2 separate regions of the Zea mays genome follow, and region 1 is linked to region 2. Evidence: chromatin contacts called from public Hi-C data. All regions are on one chromosome and are shown on one strand. The core of a region is the stretch at or near the end of the contact, and the rest is flanking DNA. Distances in the headings are between cores, read along the strand shown.

Region 1 (5,343 bases), core at 1,896-4,395, 220 kb after region 2:
ACACGTGGCCAGACGCACCTAGCGTAAGCCACCAGACGATGCCTCATGAAAGCCTCTGATATAGGGCCCGCCAGCATTGAGTGCGGATGGGATGTAGTTTCCTGCGCCAGCAGTGGGTAGCGTATCCCTAGCATTAAATGCACACAGCGCGCCAGACCTGCAACGTGCGGATTTTACTGTTATTCACACATTACCGAGGCAAGGGCAATGACCTTGTGCACCGTTTGGGGTGCCCTTCATTATGACTTCACTGTTGTTCGTGTGTTACCGAGGCATGAAGAAACGGGTGTACGAGACAAGACGACACCCACCTACACACGACAGAGTAGCAGGCTACGCCACAACCTATCGCAAGGGCTGCATGCATACTCTAATTAGACAAAACAAGAGGATAGGATGTTAGGAGCCTGCGTAACGACCAAAAAGGGATACGCGTCAAGGAAGATCTTGTGTTCTCAGCTCTATCTAGTGTTTCCTGTTCCATATTGTAAACTCTCCTAGGCCCACCTGTCAGGGTCTGAAGCTCCCTTGTGTCGTTCCCCCTTGAACTATAAAAGGGAGGGCGCTTCCTCTGTATCAAAGGAAGTCAATTTCACACTCAGATTGACGACTCCCAAGTTCTCAAGCAACACAACTCTCAGTAGATGTAGGTTAGCATGCTCCTCATTTGAGGACTAGGGAGGGTGCAATCTACCACCGGGCTGGAGGATTCGCCCTCCGACAGACTCCATTATGCTCGCCTAGAAGTTGTGTATCATATGTGAATCTACCCCATGCTCGGTGCACACATTATGTTCATCATCAAACACATCTAGTGCAACATGTGTGAGTCTACCTCATGCTTGGTTTAGTCCTAGTGAAGAATATTGTTTGCCAAAGTTTCAAGTAGGATCTGGTCATCCTGGCTGTTCAGGCGCGTGTAACACATATGGTGGACATAGCCTTTAAGTGATTTTATAAAATCAGTCTGGGATTGTTGAGTGCGATAATCTAAGTTTTTCAAGATAGACCCATCGGGCGCATGGCCCGAGGTGATTTTGTAAAAAATGGCTGAGGTTATCAAGTGAAATGGCCTAAGTTTTTAAGACAGAACCACCGCACGCGCGTAGCACGTCCGATAGACGTAGCCCTAATACCTAGGTGATTTTGTAAAATCTATCGGGGGTGTCAAGTGAGATGACCTAAGTTTTTCAAGATATACCCACTAGGTGCACGTAGCATCTAGTGGATGCAGCCCTCAAGCCCTCAGGTGATTTTATAAAATCGTTACGGGGTTGACATGCGTAGTGGTCATTGGTGCACTCTATGGGCCCGAGCTCTTAGCGAGATATTATTCAAAGATTATTTTGGTCGTTAGGTCGGAGGATCACGTTTTGTATGTTGGGGCGGACGCATAATCCTAAGCCTCTGAGAAAGTCCATCGAGTGGTCATTTAGTGGGACGACTTTGTGGTCGGACAAAGTTCAATCATCTAGTCGGCTAGGTGAACTTGGAATGCTGGATTGGACGCAGACCTATCATTTGGTAGTCTGGGCGCACTTGGTGCACTAGAGCAGACACAGACCTACGAGCCCCAAGCGAGTTCATCAAGTTGGTCGGGAGGTCATTGAATGGGGCGACCTTGAGGTCGTTTAGAGTTTGATCATATGGTCGACCGGACGCATTTGACACACTGGAGCTAATGCAGATCCTAAGCCCTCGAGCGAATTCGTTGAGATACCCTTAAGAAGAGTCAACACCAGGGCCGTATCTGGCCTGGCCAGAGGGGCGATCGCCTAGGGCCCAACGATTTTAGGGGCCCAAAAAAGTTTATACATATGTATACTAATATTTTTATTACTACATATCATGTCACATACATAATGTTACATACCATGTCGTGGTTGTGACAAGATGAATTATAAGTATTGTGAGTAACTTTATTAGATAATTTGATGTTAACAACTGATATTCTTCAATTAATCAAAATTTCAGACTATTATCCAAATGTCTGTACGGCTTGGCTACGTGTTCTATCGAGAAGGATATATTGACAAATGTTGATCTAATTATTATCCTTAGGTTGTGTCCAATAAACCATGTATACGGGCGTGCAGAACACTATTTTGTATTGTATGCTCTATTATTTATATAGTGGAGTTTAAAATAGTGAGTGAAATAAGTGGTGAATACGAAGGGTGTAGGCAACCAGAATAATTCAGCTTAAAAAATGCTCTATTTGTTGAGAGAAATTGTGTAATGCTAAATGGAGTGTCAAATTTTTACTAGTTTGACACTTATGTTTATATTTTTCTATTAAAATACCTTTTTAGCGATATAAAACTAGAAAAGTGTATATATATTAAGAGGGGCAGATATCTAGGTTGGTCTAGAGTCTTTTAAAATCATGAATCGGGCTTGATCCACAATAGATGTTTAGGAGCAAGAGAATTAAAGTGGCTAAAATCCTTTTATTCGGTAAAGGATTTTAGCCTCTCAAATCTTAATCTCCTTCTACTAAACAAGTCATTAAACTATAAAAATGGTATTAGTTCATCCATAGGTCTAAACTTTAAAAAAATAGGGAAAAGGGAATAAAATTGTACCCTTCTCCTTGGTTAATGTACAGGAAGGAGGACGGTGCACCAGCCAAGCTGCCTATAGCCCTATACTACCTAGAATCATTTGATTTGACAGCACAAGCACTATCTGTTGGCGGCGACCGGCAGGCTATCCAGGGCAGCAGCGGGGCCGACGGCGGACGAGGAGGCGGGGGGCGGGACGAGCGCGTAGCGCGAGGAGAAGGAGCAGGCGTAGTAGATGCGCGCGTCTTCGGCGTCGGCGGCGTCGCGGCCGAGGTCGAAGTTGCGCGCGTAGCTGAGCGGGTCGTACTGGCGGCACGACGCGCGGTGGCGGCGCGAGGCCGCGGCCGCGCACAGCGCCCGGCTGCCCTGCCGCCGCAGGCGCCGCAGTAGCCGCGCCAGGCCGCAGCACGGCGGGGCCGAGGGTGCCGTGGAGCTGCCTCCTTCCGCCATGCGCCGCCCGCCCGCGCGTCCCGGCGGCTTGCTTGCTTTCCTGGCGCCTGCCTGTGTGGGGGGGAGGGAGGGATCGTGACTCGAGCAAGCTGGAGGAGTGATGACTGATGAGTGCCGGGGACCGGGGTGGACAGTGGAGTGGGGGGGAACCGGGGAATGCGTTCTTGCTGGTGGGTTGGGGCCTGGGGGTGTCCCGTGTCTGTCAACCGTGGTTTATAATTAATTAATAGGGACGTGCACGAGTTATGTGCGTGCCTAGTGATAGAAGGGCACATGAGTGAGTTGTTTGCCTGCAAGGGATTGCTTAAGGGCCCGTTCGTTTAGTTAGGATTGGGACCCCAAATTATTGTACATCTAGCCAATGCTAATACAAACATGAATCTACCATTCCGGCTAGAACGGTTTAACCGTTTCAGAGTAGAGTAAACGAACCGGCCCTGAAGCCAAACGTACGGCGGTGCAGGCAGGCAAGTGACCGGTGACGACAAGGTTTGCCATCAAGCTAGCAGTGGATCCGTCCATGGGCAGCAGCACGCTGACGAGGAGTCACACGAGCGTGCTAATCTGAGGCCCCTCGCCTGCTCCATGGGACCGATCGATGATCCATGGGGCCTTCTCTCACGTCACGTGCTGGCACAGTCCCCTTTTGGGCTTTTGGCGCCTATCTATCTATCTGCATATTCTGCACTGCACTTGATTCCAAAGTCCAAACCAAAACATGTGCGCAGCGTCGCGGTAAAAGCCAAATCTGGGCAACCGACCGTAGCGTATATGCCTCGTCTCAAGAACCTCACGAGTTACAATGCAATAATGCATGCCTCATGGAGTCGTCAGTCAGGCGCTGCAGTTTGGCATCGTTTCTTAGCATATTATTGGCTGCGGCTTTAATCCAGCTATGGCTTTTATTTTTATAGATTGCAGCTGCAGCAGTTTGAACAGCTACAGTAGTTACAGAGCAATCAAACAATGAAGTGCAGACTCAGGACTAGTGATAGATAACAATGACCAAATTACCCTTGGGAGGGAATCTGAAATCTGGCAAGACTGTCTATCAGCGTTCATAAACTAGCTACCATCAACAGAAACGGCGTCATCGTGAGAACGATAAGCAGATGGTATTCTGGTATAGAACTGTAGAGATGGAGAAAGGCGGTGTCCTACTACCTTCTCTTTTCACTTCACTATTGCTACTGCCAGTCACTGATCTGATTATTTGCTTTGGTATATAGGCACCCAGGGGCTCTGTAATGTAAAGAGAGCCCTATATATGGCGGGCAATAAAGCACGCCCTCAGCGGCGGCCACTCAATCAGATCATCGCTTCAGGCAGCAGCCTGACAGGCCAGTCTCATCCGATTTCCTATCAGCTGACGTAGAGCCGTGTAGGCAGGCACACACAGACACAGCGCACAACTGCATTGTGGAGGGAGGCGGGAGCACACTGGAGATGCTTTTGATCCTGATAGATTAAAGAGAAAATTCCCTCTATGCCATTAGAAATTATACTAATTCTTTATGTGACACTGGAAATGGTAGCATTCCCTCTATGCCATCGGTTTTAGATTTTGATTCCCTTGATGCCATCGCCGCCCATTCACTGATCGACGTCGTTACTTATGCAAATGGGACACATTTATCATTCAGTGTCTTCTACGTCCCTTCTCTGTCTCTGTTCATTCATGGACTGCCTCCTGCCGTCCTCGCCGCACACGCCCAGTGCCGCTTGCCTCGTGCCCCTGTCGCCCAGCGTCGGCCTAGCGGCTGCCGCCCGTGGGGTCGGCAGCTGGCCATGCGCCACCTAGACTAGCGCAAGGGGTCCCTAGCGCCCGGCTGCACACGGGAGAGGCAAGCCTGCGCAACATGAACAGCAACGCCGGTCGTGGTGAGGTGCAAGCGGGCCACCGCACACGCGAAGGGCACACTGGTCGCACGTGGCGTAGGCGGAGGGCGTGTCGTGCGAGGCGGAGCGGACGCGTGAGAAGGGTGAGCCGGCCGCGACGCTGTGGAACAAATGCCATGGCCGCGGCGGGGGCGCGCCGACGTTTGCTACTGCTCCTGCCTGAGCCAGCGCGCGCCAGGGTAGCGACGGCTGCAACAACGCTAGTCGTGGGTAGTGCTACAACCGTAACACGCTCCCACGGGAAAGCGAAGAGGCGGCGCGGGAGGACGTGTCAGATCGGTTGCGCGGGCTAGCAGCGTGGAAGGACACGCCGACGCGGCCGAGCTGGCGCAGAACACTAGCAGCGTGGAAGGACGTTCTTGCGAGGCTGGCTGGTGTGGCTGTGCGGCAGCGAGGACCACACGGAGCAGTGGTTTGGGAGGGATGGAAG
Region 2 (6,081 bases), core at 497-2,996:
ATAGTATAGACATTTTACGCTGATTTAATCAAATGGGCCGACGGGCTGGCCCGACACAGTCAGCTGGCCGACATGACATGCCTGGACCATAGTTGTGTCCCGCGTGCGTCTGGCCCGTGCCGGGTCGCCGTTTGGCCATATATAGGCGTGCAACAAATTAATTTGAAATATTTGTGAGGGGTTATTTATAAAAAGATGACGCGGGACGACCGTTGAAACTGGTGCTTTAAGTATAGTATAGATGTCCCAACTAATGCGTATATATAAGAAAACCAATCGACGGGTAGGAGCACATGTACAAAATTAAGCATGTACATACAATATAATTATACCCGATGAGTACCCGATATCCGCTCGATACCCGACGGACACATGTACAAAATTTTACCCGCATGTATAGTTACGAGCGAGCATGAGTAATCCCCGCAAGTATGGTTGCGGGCGGGTATTTACTCTACCCGACCCGTTGCCATCCCTAGCCCAAAAAGGCAATTTTGGTGTCCAAGGGCTTAGTTACTAACATTAGAGAATCCAAATAAAGTTAGGCCCCGTTTGTTTCGTTGGAATTGAATTCCGTTTTAATAATTATAATTTAGATAAAACTAATTAAGTTCATATATTTATATATGTAATATATTTGTATATTATCCTAAATCATATGAGAGAGATAGTTATATACTACATTTATGTTATAGTAAAGCAAGTACAAGAGTGTGCTATAAGTTGTGCATTGGAAAAACAACATGTAAATTTATAGAATCAATTTCCATCTCTCACCCCATGAATTTGAGATAAGCTTATATGATAACTTTGGAAAGTGGTGGAATGCCACATTCTAAAAAAATGGCATATTCCATTAGTAAGATTGCAATTCCTCAAAATGAAAGGAAACAAACGGGACCTTAGGGTATTTAAAAGAAATTTATTTTGTTGGTTAGCTACAAGGCTAGAGGAAGACATTGAGTGTTTGATAGTGGACACACTTAACATATGACGATGTTCAATTCAATTAATACATATGGCAAGGATGGGTTTAGGAGCATAACATTTGGTGATAATAACAAATACAATGTCAAATGGCTTGGAAAAGTTACTATATCCAATGACACGAGAATATCTATTGTGTTGTTAGTAGAATCTCTCAACTTCAACCTATTGCCAGTAGCATAATTATGCGATTTTTTATTTCAAGGACATATTTAGGATACGTTTTGTTGGAGGTGATAACCAGAATCCCACCTATAGAATCTACATGGCAAACCAAACATCACAGATTTTTTTACCTTGGATAATGAGCCACAATAGACTATCTACCATTATCAAGCTTCACCTAGATTTCCTTGGATTTTGTGCTTGGTGGTGATTCTCAGAATTTGTGGCAACCAAACGGGGCCCTATCGTTGATGATGTAGAGACCATACAAACGAATGTTTTCACTCTTCAACTATTGCAATTGGTTGTTTTTTTCTTCTTGATAGTTGTCAAGTTAATAGACTTATTCAATTTAGTCTCTAAATTACTAAATACGAAAATTTAAACTCTATTTTAATTTCTTTATTTAATATTATATGGACTAAAATAAAAAAATAAAGAGACTAAAAATTAGACGCGTCATGTCAGACGTGTTATATAACGCCACATCAGCAACGATGGTTTGCGGCTAGCCAGCCTGAATGATGTAGCCGCAGGCGCAATGATGGAGATAAATTGCACGTCAGCCACATCAGCAACGTCCTTTGACTCGTCGTAGGCCGGCAGCGGCAAGCCCGGCTCCTTGTCTTTCCCTCTACGCTAGCCCGGCCTGCATGGACGTCGGCCCATACCAACAAATTGCCAGTTTTAATTGGAATGGGTTACTGACTGACACTTTGAGCCTTCATCACACTTGACAACTTCACCGTTGCCTTGTCCGTTTCATTTCACGCCGCTGGACGACAAATGGCACGTCCATGCGTATGTCACCTAACCACAACAGAAAGCTTACCAGAAGGTTAATCATCCGATCTGAACGTCTCATGTGCTCATGATCAAGTTCTGGCATGTACCTCTGTTACATTGTTTTGTGTTTCAATATATATAAACCACTCTATAAACAATCTAGATCGACCAGCGTGCAATAATAGACGAAGCAGTATTTTCTTCACTAGTTAATCTGAACTACAAATCATTCGGGTGCGTCGGTTATAAACTTCAGAACTTTTAACTCTCTGAATGAATCTGTACCAAATGATGCTAGACAGGAGAAAGAATCTCGACGAACTTGCCATCAGCAACCAAACCAAAGAAAGGGAAAAGTTGTTGAACACTTCAACTCTGTGGTCAGCTGCTCTACACCACTTCCATGCGCCAGCGGCCAGCTATATGAAGAGGCCGTTTCTTTTCACTATCATCAGTGCATAAATGGAAGCCATCGCCTTCCTATCTATATGCACAGCAATGCAGAGCTGCAGGCAGTCATGAGTACACAGATATAAATTCGTGTTTGGGTGTGTGGAATGAGCAGGTGGCCGATCATAAAAACCAACTAAGATTTACTTTTGGTCACTGCAATATTTTCTAAAAACCATCTAGCATGTTTACTCAGTTCTGATGAACCCAAGTTTTTGTGCTTGCCCATATGTTTCAGTGCTTGCTCTTTGTGTGCTATATGTGTTCAGGAACACTTCAAACATGAATTGGCAATTATGAAAGTGCATTTATATTTTTTCCCCAAAAATTACTTTAGCATTGCTAGTTGAGACACATTATCTCCCACAGTGGTAACTGCCCCGCTGAAGATACGTACGTCAAGACATCTAACTAGTTAGCAATTACTAGTTCCTTTTCTTCTCTTAGACCACGAATGGGTTAGCCTTGGAAAGAATTCATGCACTCCTGTAGTTTGTTTCTCAAAATATGATGAAAAAGGTATTTCAAACCAATAGATAATGTTCTTTCCTTTCCATTCTTATTTTTGGGAAGAAACAAATGCACAATCATTAGTTCGCAGCTGCATGGCCCAGGAATACATATATATGGATATGCACCTTGTTGGACACAAAAAAAAATTTTTGCTTGCGGACGGTCCGCCCCTAACACCTGTCTGCGGTCCAGACTGTCCGCTGTAGCGGCACAGACCATCCGCGCGCGCGTAGAATCATTTAGGATTCCGGATTTCTTACGGGATCTGTTAGCTAAACCTGTGGGATTAACTCGGGAACCAATTTGTAACGGGTCCAGACCTCCCTTTATATAGATGAAAGACTATGGCCGATTGAACCTCCATAATCGATCTAATCAAATCTACTTATCTTTTTTATTTTATGCATTAGGAATAGCTCTAGTTTAGTCTCTCTCTACCTCAAATCTTCACCTATTTTCGGCTCTACGTCGACTAGAGACGTCTTGGCTGGCCTGCCGATACCAAGACACACCCTATGATCTCTCCTTCCTGACAGGGTCCCTCCCGGGAGGCGAGATCTAGGTCTGCTGTGAACAAGACGACGCTCTACGCCATCGTGGACCATCTGAGCCCTAGGTGCGGACCGTCCGGATGTACGCAGAGGAGGAGCTGCTCCTGCGCCCAGGTCACAGACCATTTGGCTCCATGCTGCGGACCGTCCGCGCCTCCGCGGAGAGTCCCGTCAGGCGGTCCTTTCTAGTGTTCGGCCCAGATCGGCGCCAACACACTTTTTGACAACTCCGCTGGGGACTAGGTGTCTAGATATACTAAAAATCAGGCCCTCAAATGGCCGGTTCTAAAGATCACATCGATATTTCCCCAGATAATATTCTGAAGCCGACTGTTGAAAGTCTGAGAGCTGAGAGCAACAACAATACGAAGACTACATGCGTCAAGCGAAGGAAACATTCTTGTCACAATACACGGTGGATCGGCACCATAAGGTTGTCAAACATGGAGAGACCGACGTCGCATCTCTTATATCTTCGCTTCAAATCCCCAACGTAAGTAAACCTGACGACATCCAATCTATTAAACATTATGTAGATCAGCAATAGAATCAAATGAAACAATAGATTAGAAGGTTAGAATAATCAACTAGAAAATTAACATGTGCGTTGGAGAAGTATGTTGCTACTAGTTTTCTATCATATAAAACTAGTAATAGGATATCGATGTCTAATACATCGGCAACAAATGGGGATTCCTAACCATTATATGGTACGCCGATGAACTCGTATCCAGGGCAAATACCACCACCACCGTCCCTTGGCAGATCGGCGCCCCTAGACACAGTCGGACTGTTCGAGCTTTTGCCCAGACAATCTGGCCCTTACTCGGATCGTCCATCTTTCCCTGCCAAACAGTCCGGGATGCACCAAGACCACCACGTGGCACCCCAATAGTACCGAACACAACCGAGTAGTTCGAATTTACCACCGGACAGACCGGATACGCATACGCAGAACCTACTGTTGCACACTATGCACCAAATTATTACACACCACAGCAGCAGTACATTCCACCCCCTACATATTTAAACCACAACGCACCATATGATCACAGGCAGATCAACATTATCGATCGGTCACGGTAAGAAGGTCAGCATAGTAATGCCTGACCGAATGAGCCCCACAGCCCAGGGTCCGATGGTTTGCCACCGGGCTCAATAGAGAAAATTAGGGAAGAGATGGCTGAACTATTTTGAGATAGTCTCGGAGTTAGTGTAGCCAGAGTAGGACAATCATATCAAAAGCCATATGATCACCGGTTAGACACTGTCCCATATCCACAAGGGGCAAGGATACCAGAGTTTTCTATGTTTTCTGGTGAAAATGGTAGAAGCACACACGAACATATAGGCCAGTTCCTAGCACACATAGGCGAATTGGCCGATGGGGAAGCCTTTCGTGTTCGTTTATTTTCTTTATCCCTTACTGGTACCGCTTTTGCATGGTACAACACCCTGCCTCCTAATTCCTTTAATTTCTGGAATGATTTAGAGAGCAAATTTCATGAACATTTCTTTTCCGGAGAATATGAATTAGGGTTAGCTGATTTAGCCTCAGTCCGATAGGAACACGAAGAATCGGTTAATGATTATAACTGGAGGTTTCGGGACACTAGAAATCGATGCTTTCGGATCCATGTCGCAGATAAAGAGCTAGTTTAGCTGGCTTTTAATGGCTTGCTATCCTACTTAAGAGACAAATTAGATGGCACTCAGTTCTTTTCAATAGCTCAGCTACATCAGCGGGCTTTGGCCTGTGAAAGCCGTTGTAAACAGACATCAAAATTGGTTGCACGTACTATATATCTAATAGAGTGTGATAGTTCAGATGATTAATCCACAGATGTATATACTGCTAAGCTTGTTTGGCCAACGAAGGCCAAATCTTCTTCATGTTCTTCTTTGCAGCCGGTTCAAAAGAATTGATAAGAAGTTAAATTTACTTTTAATGTTGCCAAATGCGATAAAATATTTGGCGAGCTACTAAAAAATGGCAACATAAAATTAACGCATACTATTCCTCCTCTAGATGAATTAAAAAGACATGCTTACTGCAAGTGGCATAATTCTTTTTCCCATGCCACCAATGATTGTAATGTTTTCCCCGATAGATGTAATCGGTCATAAATGAGGACCGGTTGAGTTTTCAGGAGATGCAAGTGGACACGCAACCATTTCCTATCAATGTAATAGAGCTAGCAAGCACAAAGGTCCTGGTTCAGTTGGAAGTGGCTAATAAAGGCAAAGGCAAAAACATCGTCATTGGCGATCCTCGCACGTCGAATATACCACAAGAAGGGATTGCTCAAAAAGCTCGGGACAAAAAAACTAACAAGTCCAGAGGCGCCGAGGGCAGGCTCAATCGAGCAGCCGAGCAAAGCTCTCTGACTTGAGCATCGCAGACTGTCCGACACCTGTGCGCGGACGGTCTCGTGCTCATGTGGACGGTTCGAGTAACTCAGCTAGAGAGTCCGCCCCTGGCTAGAGGCGTCAGTCTCCACACAAAGCAAGGAAGGAGACGCAAGGGCAAAGGAAACATAACACACATGGTCGGCTGGTCAAAGCCGGGCTTACTTTTGATCAATTGCTCTCCAAATATGCAAGCAAGAAGGTCGTTCTACGCGATCAG

Evidence for each region. Hi-C and Micro-C count contacts between places; a contact is called where the count stands out from the background.
Region 1: a contact with region 2 is called in a Hi-C map of tassel, with 3 times the contacts expected there. The contact joins the promoter of LOC100279142 here to the enhancer-like site in region 2. A contact is called at or near these places in 2 of 25 Hi-C or Micro-C datasets (ear and tassel).

Annotation. Positions count from the first base shown.
Region 1 is chr5:87,256,193-87,261,535 of Zm-B73-REFERENCE-NAM-5.0, forward strand. LOC100279142 reads right to left here and starts at 3,146. Exons shown (of 1, transcript NM_001152178.1): 1 at 2,535-3,146. The coding sequence starts at 3,014. The coding sequence ends at 2,685.
Region 2 is chr5:87,039,320-87,045,400 of Zm-B73-REFERENCE-NAM-5.0, forward strand. No RefSeq gene overlaps it. Among protein-coding and RNA genes, the nearest start is that of LOC100281976, 91 kb to the left of the region's middle. Within about 2 kb of position 1,747, at least 16 of the 20 cell types and tissues checked have an H3K27ac peak or open chromatin away from gene starts, as enhancers often do. A contact at or near this core is called in ear and tassel, where this site is marked.